Regions from separate parts of the Drosophila melanogaster genome. Here region 1 is linked to region 2. The links are chromatin contacts, called in public Hi-C maps. All regions are on one chromosome and are shown on one strand. Each heading gives the region's core, a stretch centred on a gene start, on an enhancer-like site or on the middle of the called end of the contact. The rest is flanking DNA. Distances are from core to core; before and after follow the strand shown.

Region 1 (5,793 bases), core at 2,259-4,758, 42 kb before region 2:
GTGTGCTGCTACTCGAGCTCGATCTGAGATCCTTGGCTGCCTCACATATCGTGCTGCGTCGCGGATTAATCTTCTTTTTGACCTTCGATGGCTTCAACTTGCCAGCCGAAGTGTTTGCTTGAGCGGAATCGGAGCTGGGAGAACTGTTCCGTTCCAAATTGGGTGAGTCTTCGTAGACGGTGTTCCTGCGCAAGCTGGTCTTACCAGACAGCGACTTTTTTTGCCCAGGAACAGGCACGGCGGTGGGTGGTTCTACCTTTGGCGGTGCCTCTACCTTGGTCGGCACCTTCTTCAGCTTTTTCTTGTTCTTCTCATCGAGACGCAACTGGGCGTTTGCCAAATCCATTGCCTTAAACATGGCATCGCACTCAACGAAACCGGACACAGCTTTCTCTTTGGCCTTGAGAACCGATGGTGGCGAATTGTCGGAAAGACCTTTCTTTGCTGCATGTTGTTCCTCTTTGGGTGCGGGTTGATTCGATGTGGTTTTCGAGATCACTGACGGTGCAGATTCTTGTGGTGGCTTAGTACTGCTCTTTGGCAAAGTTTGGAGCTGAGGTGACCATTGGGCAGTATCTTTTCCCTTTTTATCCAGTGTATTAGGTGATGACGAATCTAATTTTGCTGAAGACTTCTCCTTTTCAGTTTCCTTCTTCAAAATAGCTTCCTTTGCAGATTTTCCACTCTCTTTTTGCTTAGCAGGAGTTACGGCTGCACAAGATTTCTTCGAATCCATTTTCTTTTCTGGAACAGTCCCTTTCGTGGATTTTACGACCTTCTTTTCCATTTCACCTGCGCGTACTTTTTTATCCACAATTGCTGGCGAAGACCTGGCCGGATTTTCCATTGCCTTCTCCTTTTTGGACACAGTTTCGGCGACGGGTTTCTCGGGCTCCTTCATCTCTGGCAACGGTGTTTGCTTTTGCCCCTTTTGATTGTTGCACTTCATCATTTCGTCTTCAGCTACTTGTTCCTGGTTGCTTTCGTAATCTTCTAGCAAAAAATTAGGTTCTTCCGAACTATTCGATGCCTCTTCTTCCGGAGCGGCCGGTGGACTATCCTCTTTCGCTGCCTCAGTCTTCAATGGAGTGGTTTCTACATTTTCGTTCGACTTTTCTTCCGTTGACAATGATGTTTCTAATAGTACCGGTCCACTTACACTTTCCAGGGTGCAACATTCTGGCGGCACAAGTGGAGACGACGTCGTTTCCACTTCGGCGGATAAAATTCGCTCGGACTTTGGAATGTTTACTGCTGGCTTCGATTCGGGCAGTTCTACCTCCGTTTGCTTTGGATCGGATTCATCTTTTAGTGGCGGCTCTATTACGACTTCATCGGATAGTTTTGTTTCTGCAATCATTTCTGTAGTTGGTTTTGTTACTACGGCTGATTTTTCAAGAGTTGCAGCAATTCCTTCTGTAATATAAACATCTTCGGTGACCATTTCTGGCCGTGGGACCACTTCGCCACACGTAGCTTTAGTTTCCACTTTTGGCTCGAAAATGTCTTTGTTCAAGCTTGCAGCAATATTGTCTGACTCTGAAAATACTTTTTTAATGACAAATTCTTGCTTGGAATCAAGGATTTCATCCGCTTCATCCACCAACTGGTTCTCTTCGACTACGACTTCTTCCACCACCATGTGCTCGATAGTGGGCGACACGGACGACGTAACCTCTGACTCACTTAGCGTGTCTTCGATGAGATCTATCAGTATGTGCTGCTCCTCCTGATCCTGTGATTCCTCCGCCTCCAGGATCTGCTTGCTGCTCTCAGCGGCTATCTCGGCGAAGGTCTCCTCGAGAGTCTTCCCCTGGCGACTGCTGCCACTCAACGGCGCTGACCGCCTGCTGCGCCGTGGAGCTGAAGAGCAGGAATCCGCTGCAGGCTCCTTTCCCGGTGGAGTGGCTCTCTGAACTGTCGCATCCTCCTCTTCCTCGGCTTCATCGTCCGCTGACCAGAGACTGGGTGGCCCACTGAGCACCTCCACCATAATCTCATCTAGATCTTCTTCCGGGTCGGGAGTTGGTTCCTGCTTGGCCAGCTCCATGTCGATGTCGATCAAATCTTGTGGTTCCACCTCGACTGGCCGTCCCTCTTCCTGCTCCTCCTCTCCCTTGGGGCTCTCCGTTTCGATCTCAATGAATATGATCTGTGAGTCGGAATCGGAGTTTTCCTCGGCATCGACCATTCGGCTCAGGTTCTGCTCCTGCTTTGGCCGTTCGTCCATGGCGTTCTCATCCTGGAGTGCTGGTGGCTCAACCTCCGGCGAAGAGGACGATGGCGAGTTCCCCGAATCGGAGGACTCCAGCCGGCCGCCCAGTTTCAAGCGTTTGAGTGAGACCCGCAACTTGGACTTGGGTTTCTGTATGGGAAAGCCAGGAAGCTCGCCGCTGTCACTGCTCATGTTGGAAGTGGTCGTGCTGGTGGAGTTCGTATCGGAATCGGAGCAGCTGGGCACAATGACAGTTGGAATAATGGCCGCATCCGCTAGTTGACTCTTACGGGGACGACCCCGCTTGCGAGGTGTCACCGGCGGCAGGCCGGCCATCGTCTGCACAGGATGTGCGCCACCAACAGCCGATGGTTCACTGGTAACCTGGGCCACAATCAGACTCTGTGTGGGTCTTGGCTTGGCGAAGATCTCGAGGGCGGTTGGCGGCGGTGGTGGTGGCGGCAATGATTGGTGGCTCATCTCGAACATGGAAAACAAACGGCTCACGGTCGCGGCTGAGGATGCAGATGCGGCTGATGCTGTTGCTGTTGACATGGATGTGGATGCTGCAGTTGTGCCTGACTGGGAGTGGCCGGTACTGGGATTCGAGTCGATCCGTGCCTCGATCTGGATTTTGTGCGCCTTGCGGTTCTTGTTTAGCAAATCCCGGACATCGAACTTGATGATTTTCTTGCGCGAACTGCGCCGGCACTCGCTCTGTCCGGAATCCTGATCCTCCGGCGCCGTGGGCGATGCCTCTGCATCGGCGTGTTTTAACGATGGATTAATGTGCGGGGGCGTATTTCCCAACGCGGAAAGCGCCACTTTCGGCGGGCGACCACGTCCGCGGCCACGTGACGCAACCGGAGACGGATTGCTTGGCGGACCCGACTCCTCCATTTGTGGGCGAAGTGAGGGCGGGGTGGTGCGGCGGGTGTAGCGCAGCGGGCTAGCCGCAGCCTCCGGATGCTAAATCGCGCAGTCCAACGACGGGGGATGCAGATTTGTGTCCGATTTGCAGTGATATCTACTCTTTGCGTGCCATCCCAAATCCCTGAAACGATTAGTTAGAAACTAACTGCACTTGCTGTCACATGCACACGGCGAGACACCAATACCAATGCAACTTCGATTTTTCTCTCCGTCGGCGGTCTTCTTCTTTCTTGTTGTTTATGCACTGCGCGCAGTGTTGCCAAGCGAGATTTTGTTTTCGGGATGAGTACCTAGGCTACGTACAGGGTAGATGTCCTCGCTCAGTCTGTGGTATATTATTGGCCATGCTTGGCATGGTCACACTGCGTGCGAGATAGCGATAGAGAGAGAGAGAGCGAGAGAGCTTGATTAGGAAAATTCAAAAATAATCGCTCGCACTTTTTTTTTGTTTTGTACAAACGTTTCATGTTGCAAAGTTAACAATTATTTATAATTATTATTATTTATTCAGTGCGCTTGCCAGCAGGCCGAATTCGTTTCGAATTCCACGCACATGGGCTGCCAAACAATCGAAAAATCGAAATGCGTTAAATGTCAAGGACAACGGAAAAGCCACAACAAAAACAATAGGAAAGCAACGGAAAATCTACGAAGAGAGCGAGAGAGCAACTTGACTGGGAAAGTTTCGGAAGGAAAGTAAGAAAAACCGGGAAACTACTCGAGATTAAGACGTAAATATGTCAAATCCGGTGCACGGAAAACCGCCAAATAGCATGGGCCTCTCATCCGGCTCATTATCCGCATCCTCGCCCATTTCGGTGTCCCAGCAAGCGGGAAGCTCTGGGAACAGTTCCTCATCATCATCATCCTCCTCCTCCTATTCGTTGGGCGGTGGAATCGTCAAGGACAAGGCGGGTCTGCCGCCGGTCTACCTCAACCTGAATGATGTAAGCCGGCTGGAATCACATCTACTCTATACTAATAATAATAATAATTAATAATCCCCTGATCCCCCAGAATGCCAAGGAACAGACACCATTGCCTGGTTCACCGCTGCAAAACTGGGATGACGCCCGCACCGCCGACGTTTGGCTGTCCTCGCTGCACAGCGTCATCTTCATCATCACCTGCGCCCTGGCCGCCTTCATTCTGTTCCGCAACGTGCTCACCTGGTAATTATCGGGATTCTGGGCGGGAGTCCGCTTTCTCCCGCCTTCTGGCACCTCTCCTCGTTTAGGGCTTAGTAATTTTCACACAGATTTTCAATCTAAATGGAAGCTTCTGGGCCAACTTACCCAATTAGTAAAGATAATAGCTGAAAATAGTTTTGGGGCAATGATTGCATTATTATAAGCTTATTGATATCATAATTTGTTTTTTTTTTTTTTGCTCAAAAATGCAAAATTTAAAATCCGCATTCTGAGTCGATAGCCCTTGTGACCTCAGAGTGGACCATTATATAAGAGTTGCATTAGATTTCACTATATTCCCAGGTGAAGAGAACGGAATAGTAATCAGCGTGTTTGTTTAGTTATTTAAGCGTATACTCTTCATTGCTATAGAATAATAGACAAATTGAAAGTGCAATCATGAAATAGGCTTTCTAAGGCGAAAATCTACTCGAATTGCCTTTATGAACGAGGTTAGCATAGCATACCATAGATTTCTAGATCACAAACGACATAGAAGGGCATCCAAAGTTCGGTTTTCTGCTTTCTTCCCCACACTCTCTCTTTCTCATTTTTTTTTTTTGGCGAGAGTGTGGAACTAAGTTGAGCTTCGGTTTTGTGAGCTGCGCTTTTCCCTGCGATCAAAATCGCCAGTTGCCTTTGCGACGCTCAGCAGCGAAGACACGCGATTTGCGTGAAGAAAGCGAGAGAGAGAGAGAGAGAGAGAGCGAAGAATCGGGAGAAAGCCAATTCTGCAAGAACCAGAACATATACATATACACACTGAGATTACGAGCCATGGAGGATAAATTCATGGAGGTTTCTTATATCTATGCCAGGCATCTGCAGAGCTTTTGGGGAGCCTCCGGTGATTTCTGGCAGTCGCAGTGGGACAAATTCATCGACTCGTTCGGTAAGTGAATCTAACAAGTATCATATCCAAAACAAAGGGTAAAAGAATGGATAAGTTGACAGGTAAACTTTGCTCCTCTCTTTGTGTACATTGTGTACATGGGCGATACTGTGCAAATTGCAACTCTCAGCCACTGGGCGACACAGCAAAATGTCAACAACAACTGTTTTGTTTACTAATTCCATCGCACAGACACAGAGATACGGGCACAAAGATACAAAGAGACACATGCAAGAGATACAGATACAAATGCAACCAGAAGTGCTGCCAATTAGGCGAAATGAATCGCCGCGTTACTCACGCAAATTTGAATTCTTCAGCAAACAAATGTTTAGTACTCACACACCCCAATCGGGTTAGCCACACTTATTATTTAACCATAACTCTGTTTGGCCAGAGTAAATACGTTAATTCACGCATTGCACAATGGGCTCAATGTTCCGGGCTCATCGGTTAACCGATTTTGCTTAAGCTCAAAGTCAGAAGCTGAGTAAACAGGGTTCATAGGCCCGTTTTATTGCATTTTCCTTACAGCGTTTACAATTTACAATTCACACGATTCA
Region 2 (6,085 bases), core at 1,057-3,556:
CTATATTTCTCCATTAAATCCACTGGCAGGGCATCCATTGGTGGGGGCCACTATCAGTTGAGCGTACTTTTGACTTTGAGCCAAATCGGCGCAGCTTATCAGTGACGTCCCATTCGCAGCTTACGATTCCCTGTCTTTCAATTGAATATATGTATATAGCTTTTCTGATTTCTGCACTTTGAAACGCCAATTGCGTAATGCAAAAAATGAGCAAACGAACAAAGAATCTTTTAGAAACATGACAATGACCAAAGATCGACATTACCTCCAAAATACTATACTTTTCGCACTCAAAAATCAGCATCAATCAGCCGCAGATTGTTTGCTTTCTTTTTAGCGACAGCGAATTTATTTGTTTTTAAATTAAAAATGTACTAAATGCCGGTCCCGAAAAATACACAAATGTATGCTATTTTATATACGCACATATGTATCTTTGGAATATATGAATGTATGTGTATATATATAGGTATATTGTTTAGACGAGACAAACTGAAACTTGTTGGCAATAACTTTTTGGAAAACCGGTTGCGGTTTTGATGGCATTGATATAGACGAAAGGGTTAAGAATTAGGGGAAAGGGGTAAGAATTTGGGAATGAGAAAACATCGATACAGTGATCTCTGCTTAATTAAGACAAATTCAATACGATGCCGATATATAGATATAGATAGATATAAAATAATATATCCAATAGAATTTTTATATGATAACCATCTAAAGCAGCTGTGCATAGAACTTTTGCGTATTAATTTAAGAAACATTACCTCCAAATATTTATTTTAAATAAATTTTTCAAATTTTAACATTTTTTTTTTTTTGAGACAACTTTTGTTAGTCACTGTTTATCTGCGATATATATATATGCAGCGTATCGCTTTTGTTTGTGATTGTTTTGACAACAAAACTGGCTTATGCAACGAACTGTTAAAAAAAAATCTGAAACAGAAAATTATGTGAACTGGCTGCACTTTGCTTCAAAGACCCCGCTCCCCCCTGCACTTTCACCCCCCGCATTGGGGGGATTATCAGACAAACCAACTGGATAAGATAGTAACGATAAGGAATCCAATTAGAACACGGCCATTCGGATTTACTAAAATCACAACTTTTGCCAAACGTTAGTAAATTATATTAAATTATATTGTAACTCCGATTGACACGTAGAGCGCAACGAACAACAGCAACACAAAAAGAAGCAGAAATAACGGGTAAAGGGGGTGTTTTGATGTGCTAATTGGGTTGCTAAACAGCTGTTGACGCCGCACAAATTGAGCACAAAAAAAAAAACAATAACACGGCACGCAATTCAATTAGGGAAACGCACGCAGAACGATAAACAAAATCAGGGTACTATTGTGTATTAGATTTTTTTTTGGGCGCACAAATCACTTTCACTGTCACTTCCTCGCTGCTCCCAATTAGAATTTCTCGGCCACTGTGTTTATATATATGTACATATATGCACATGCATATATACATATATACGTCGGCAGTTCAAGAGCAAAAAATCGATTTTTCGCTGCACTTTTTAGTCGTTTCACCTTGATGGGCGCAAGTGGGCGTGGCGATTATCTAACGGCGTTTGTTGTGATCCCAAGAACTTGCATAAACTTATTAATAAACGCGATATGTCTGTATATAAAATACCTAATAAAAACGTGTGTGCTTGCTTGGCTGCGTGTGTGTGCGCGTACGTGTGTGTGTGTGTGCGAATATGTGCGGCGTGCGAGCTCCAATCAGAATCGTATCAAAAATTCAAAGCTCTTTGGCCGCTAGACGCAATTAAGGAACTGACAACAAGAACTGAAACCGCACCGAGATGGAAAATGAAGTGCTGGCAGTATTTACCGACTATATGTTTTTCTTGCGGGCAAAAGTCACGATGAAGCGGGCAGCGATTAAGTTTTAAAAATATCACGTCTGCAGCCCTCGCAGCCAAACTTTCGATAGACGGCGATAGATCGATAGACCAGCGATTTGCACCAACACTGGAAAGCTCAGAGCATTCAAAAACAAACTAATGTGTTTTATAAATAGCTCTTTTTAAATATCGATTAATTGCGATCTTAACTAACTTTCGTTTATTTCTATTAATTATGAACTTACTTCTGTTTTTAAACATCTTTGCTCTTTGCTTGTTTTTCGTGTAAGGCTTTAAATTCACTTAAACAATTTTGCTGGCTTTGTGCGCATCTTCATATATCACTGAAATTGATTGTTATAGGAGTGTCCCATTGAATTAGTTTTGTGTCGATTCAATCCTGGCCCGAAAATGTATGAACAAGCTATGCCCTACATTTTACCCATAGTCTACTTAGGTTTGTTTATATAGTATTCTTTTCAAGTTCGTTATGATAGCTCTTAGAAAATAAGATTTCTGTGAATATCTCCTCCGTATAAAAGAATTTTTATCAATAGTTTGGTAAGCTTTTTTTTCTCTTCTACAAAACCTTTTCGCATGTTTTATTTCACTCGAAACTTATTGCTATTCAAAAAAATGGGTTTTCTAACGCTAGAATTATGTACAGAGTGCATTTGGAAAAAATGATGGGTAGTAAGCCCTAGAAAGCCATGGCTACGTGCTGATGCCCATGATGGATTCGATGGAGAAACTCAGCTTGGGCTTCTTGCCACTGCCGGTGGAGGCAGTGGTGACTGCGGGCGTGGTCATCGCTGGATTTGTGGGCGGGATCGTTAGCGGTATCGTCGGCGGCATCGGGTGATAAATGTGCTGCTCCTGATGAACGGGTGCGCAGGCGGCGGCGGCGGCGGCAACGGTGGCAAAGTACAAAGCGTTACCGCCCAGCGTCGCCTCCATGACATGGTTCAGTTCCGGATCGGCGAATGCCCGCCGTTTGCGCATGCGCTCCATCAATGGCGAGCTGAACGTGGGAAATCGCTGTTTGTATTCTGAAAGAGAACGAACCAAAAGGAATGGTTGAAATTAGTGAGGGTTTTGGTGGGGGCGTTATCACTACAAATTGCCGCGATTCGTTATGAATGGGTATTCCAAATTGAAACAATTTATTATTGGGTAATCCGAGACACGCGTCGCCTGACCAGACAGCCTGGCACCGTTTTTTTTTTTTTGTTTTTTTGTTTCAACTTCGGACCGGTTTCGGGATCTCCACTTATTCGGATGGAACCAGATGGAAAACCCAGAAAGAAGTCAATTGCTGTTGCCACATTTGGCTCTTTTTGTGAGTCGGATGGGTTTTTCCGTTTTTGGTCGCGTCTCAGCTTACCGAATGTGACTCCCCTCAAGTGATTGGAAAATGTGCGTACACTGCACACACACATTTCGAAGCATCCGATTTCAATTGTTTTTCGTCAGTCGAATAATTGCTGTTGTTATTGTTGGGCATCAGTCATTTCCTGTCCACGACCACGACCACGTCCATGGACAGAGGAAAAGAGACGGAAGATGGGCGGCGGGAGACAGGAGACTGGAGACCGGAGAGGATCTCCGATTACGAACGGACCAGACAGTCTGGCACCGTATGGGAAAGCGTGTGAGTAGGGAATGTACTTATCATTTCAGCTGTGTCGTCTACTTTACGACATCTAATAATTTCCAAATTGGAAAGTGTCTATTTGATTGCGGACTCATAGATAGATATCCTTTTTGATATGTACATAAATCCTTATTTATGTAGTCCCATACTAACCTTCCATGGCGGCTGTGATATGCAATGTGGATTGCTGCAAACTGCGTAGTCTCTGCTTGTAGATCCTCTTTTGGGCCATCAGAGCCTGTCGGGTGGCCGAGGATGAAGATGAGTTGCTAACGCAAGATGTGGGATGCGAATGCGAATGTGGATGTGAATGTGCCGGCGGTGGTGAAGTGGAGCTGAGGGAGTCCTCGCCCTCGCTGCTGCTGGAGTTGTTGGCACTGGCCGTTGTTACGCCCGTGGATTTTGTAGATGATGCGGTGGCCTCCAGAGCCTCCATGGTTTGCTGACGTCGCAGGGCCACCTGGGCGGCCATCACCCGCTGGCGATCGACGACCAGTTGGCAATTGGGGCAGCAGCATTCGCGCCAACGGCACAGACGCTTGTGACCCTTGACACAGGAGATGACGCCGTGATTGCGACACCTGGCGCACTTCGGCGTCCGCAGGAGACGTCGCTCCCGCTGGCAAATCCTAACACTGGCGTCCTTGCTCATCCTCGCTTGCTGATCGACTAAAAGGATGTGGAACGGGGCGCGAACATTTAAGCACTGGCAACCGCAGCTACTTGTCGCCGTCAGACTGTCTGGCAGCGTCAAGTGGTTTCCGTCGTCGTCGTCGTCGTTGTGTCCCCAGGGTATCCGACGCCCACGAGGTGTACTAGCATGAGGTACAACACAGCGAGCATGCAAGGGATCGGACTCGGGATCGGTTCCTTGCCTGCCATTGGCTGCTAATCGCTGGCTCTAAATATAGAAGATCCAATGGCCGCACAGATGTCTCGCATCAGCATGCAAAAGATACATTCGACTACAGGAGGAACTCATTGAAAGCGATTTCAAAGATTAGTAATATATACATATATAGCATATATATATAGGTTATGGATCACTTGCTTAATCAATTACTTGGGGCATCTTAAAGAATTTAAGAAGGTAAAAGTATCTGTGAATCTTCTATGGTTCTTTATAGGCATGTTTCACTATACCTTTCCAATCCGTACATCTTTGTTTGGACTCCGTGTTTCGTCAAAGTGCATATTGATTTCTGGCCTGTCTTCGTTTAATATCTTTATTCGTTTATTTGAGTCAATTTCGGTTTACGTGTATAACAATTTGTAGCATTCATTATCTTATATAGCACGTACACACATATATATATATGTATATATATATTTCCGTATAAATACAAATTCAACTCGAGTTTAGCCATATCGTTTCATTAGCTAATAGTACGTAAAAAAAAGAAAAAAAAATTCTCAGCGATTTATATACTAGAAGTTTTTAGGTGAAAGGACTTTCCATTTAATGCCTTTTAAATGCCTTCTTTATATATTTTTTGTGTAAATATATACATATATGCTTATATATACGGTGCAGCGCGTTTCACAAGTAACAATCTTTTAAATTTCGGAACAAATGATGGCCAACTGTTGGCGATTGTCAAATAATTTCGAATTCAGCCAGCTGTTTTTAATTAGGATATGTAATCGAACTTACCGCAAAAAGTTGTCAAATGGGAAATTGTGTTCTTCGAACCGAATGAATAAATGCTATTATCTCACTTCATACAATTGTGAAACGCACTGTCCCTCTGCATACATATATGTATTTTATATCCATTTAGTAAGTGTGATTCAAAAACGTTACTGAGTTCTATTAGAGGATTACATTGATTAAAGCTTGAGCTAGAAATGTGCCAGGTTTTCGATTCGATTGGTTGGTTGGTCAAAATGCAGGTGCGACTAGGAAAGTACTATTCGTGTATTCGAGTGCGTTCTATTATGGTCTCAGGATCATATACATTATGATCATCATATATTATAAGGTTGTAGCGGACAATCGGTTCATGTTAAAACGGGACCAACAACGAACTTTTGTTTAATGTTTGGTAATTATAATTACTTGTGTTTAACATGGAATCATATGGTAAATGCTTGCAAAGTTATTGTCCTTTACTGTTTAAAAAACGTTCTCTAAATTGAAATCTATGTGTGTATTAACGGTGCGTGTATATATATAACATTCGCTTAAAAAAGTTTTGATCCTTGAACCAACTAAATCTAAATTACAAAACACGCGGCCCTACAAAAAATTTGAACGAACACAAATCACAAAAGTACAAACATTACATATGGTACCTATATATCATCAATAATATTATTAGTATTATTATTAATATTTTATATCGACTATGGATTGTAGCTATCGTAAATACTTTGATTTCCTTCGATACGATTCTCCGCTCTTGACACAGACGCACTCTGAATTCACTTCGTTTGCTATTATATCATATCACAATGCTTAAAGGGCTCGCCGCTTCTCGATTCTCGATTATCGATTATCGGTTATCGAGTTTTGTTCTCGATTTCGATTTGGGCTTCAAATTCAACAACGTTTGATTGCCAAACGA

What was found. Hi-C and Micro-C count contacts between places; a contact is called where the count stands out from the background.
Region 1: a contact with region 2 is called in a Hi-C map of the Kc167 cell line, with 2.1 times the contacts expected there. The contact joins the promoter of CG1998 here to the promoter of CG1640 in region 2. A contact is called at or near these places in 4 of 107 Hi-C or Micro-C datasets (the Kc167 cell line, the OSC cell line and the S2 cell line).

The regions. Positions count from the first base shown.
Region 1 is chrX:13,410,789-13,416,581 of dm6, reverse strand. CG1998 reads left to right here and starts at 3,508. Exons shown (of 7, transcript NM_132659.3): 1 at 3,508-3,600; 2 at 3,660-4,095; 3 at 4,166-4,320; 4 at 5,157-5,230. The coding sequence starts at 3,886. It overlaps Set2 (SET domain containing 2), which reads right to left and starts at 3,340. Exons shown (of 4, transcript NM_132660.4): 1 at 1-3,340. The coding sequence starts at 3,115.
Region 2 is chrX:13,366,827-13,372,911 of dm6, reverse strand. It overlaps CG1640, which reads right to left and starts at 2,306. Exons shown (of 7, transcript NM_167365.1): 1 at 2,110-2,306. The coding sequence starts at 2,125. It overlaps dmrt11E (doublesex-Mab related 11E), which reads right to left and starts at 4,721. Exons shown (of 3, transcript NM_078591.3): 1 at 4,662-4,721; 2 at 3,672-4,419; 3 at 2,440-2,913. The coding sequence starts at 4,712. The coding sequence ends at 2,579. It overlaps Syt12 (Synaptotagmin 12), which reads right to left. Exons shown (of 6, transcript NM_132650.2): 6 at 4,733-6,085.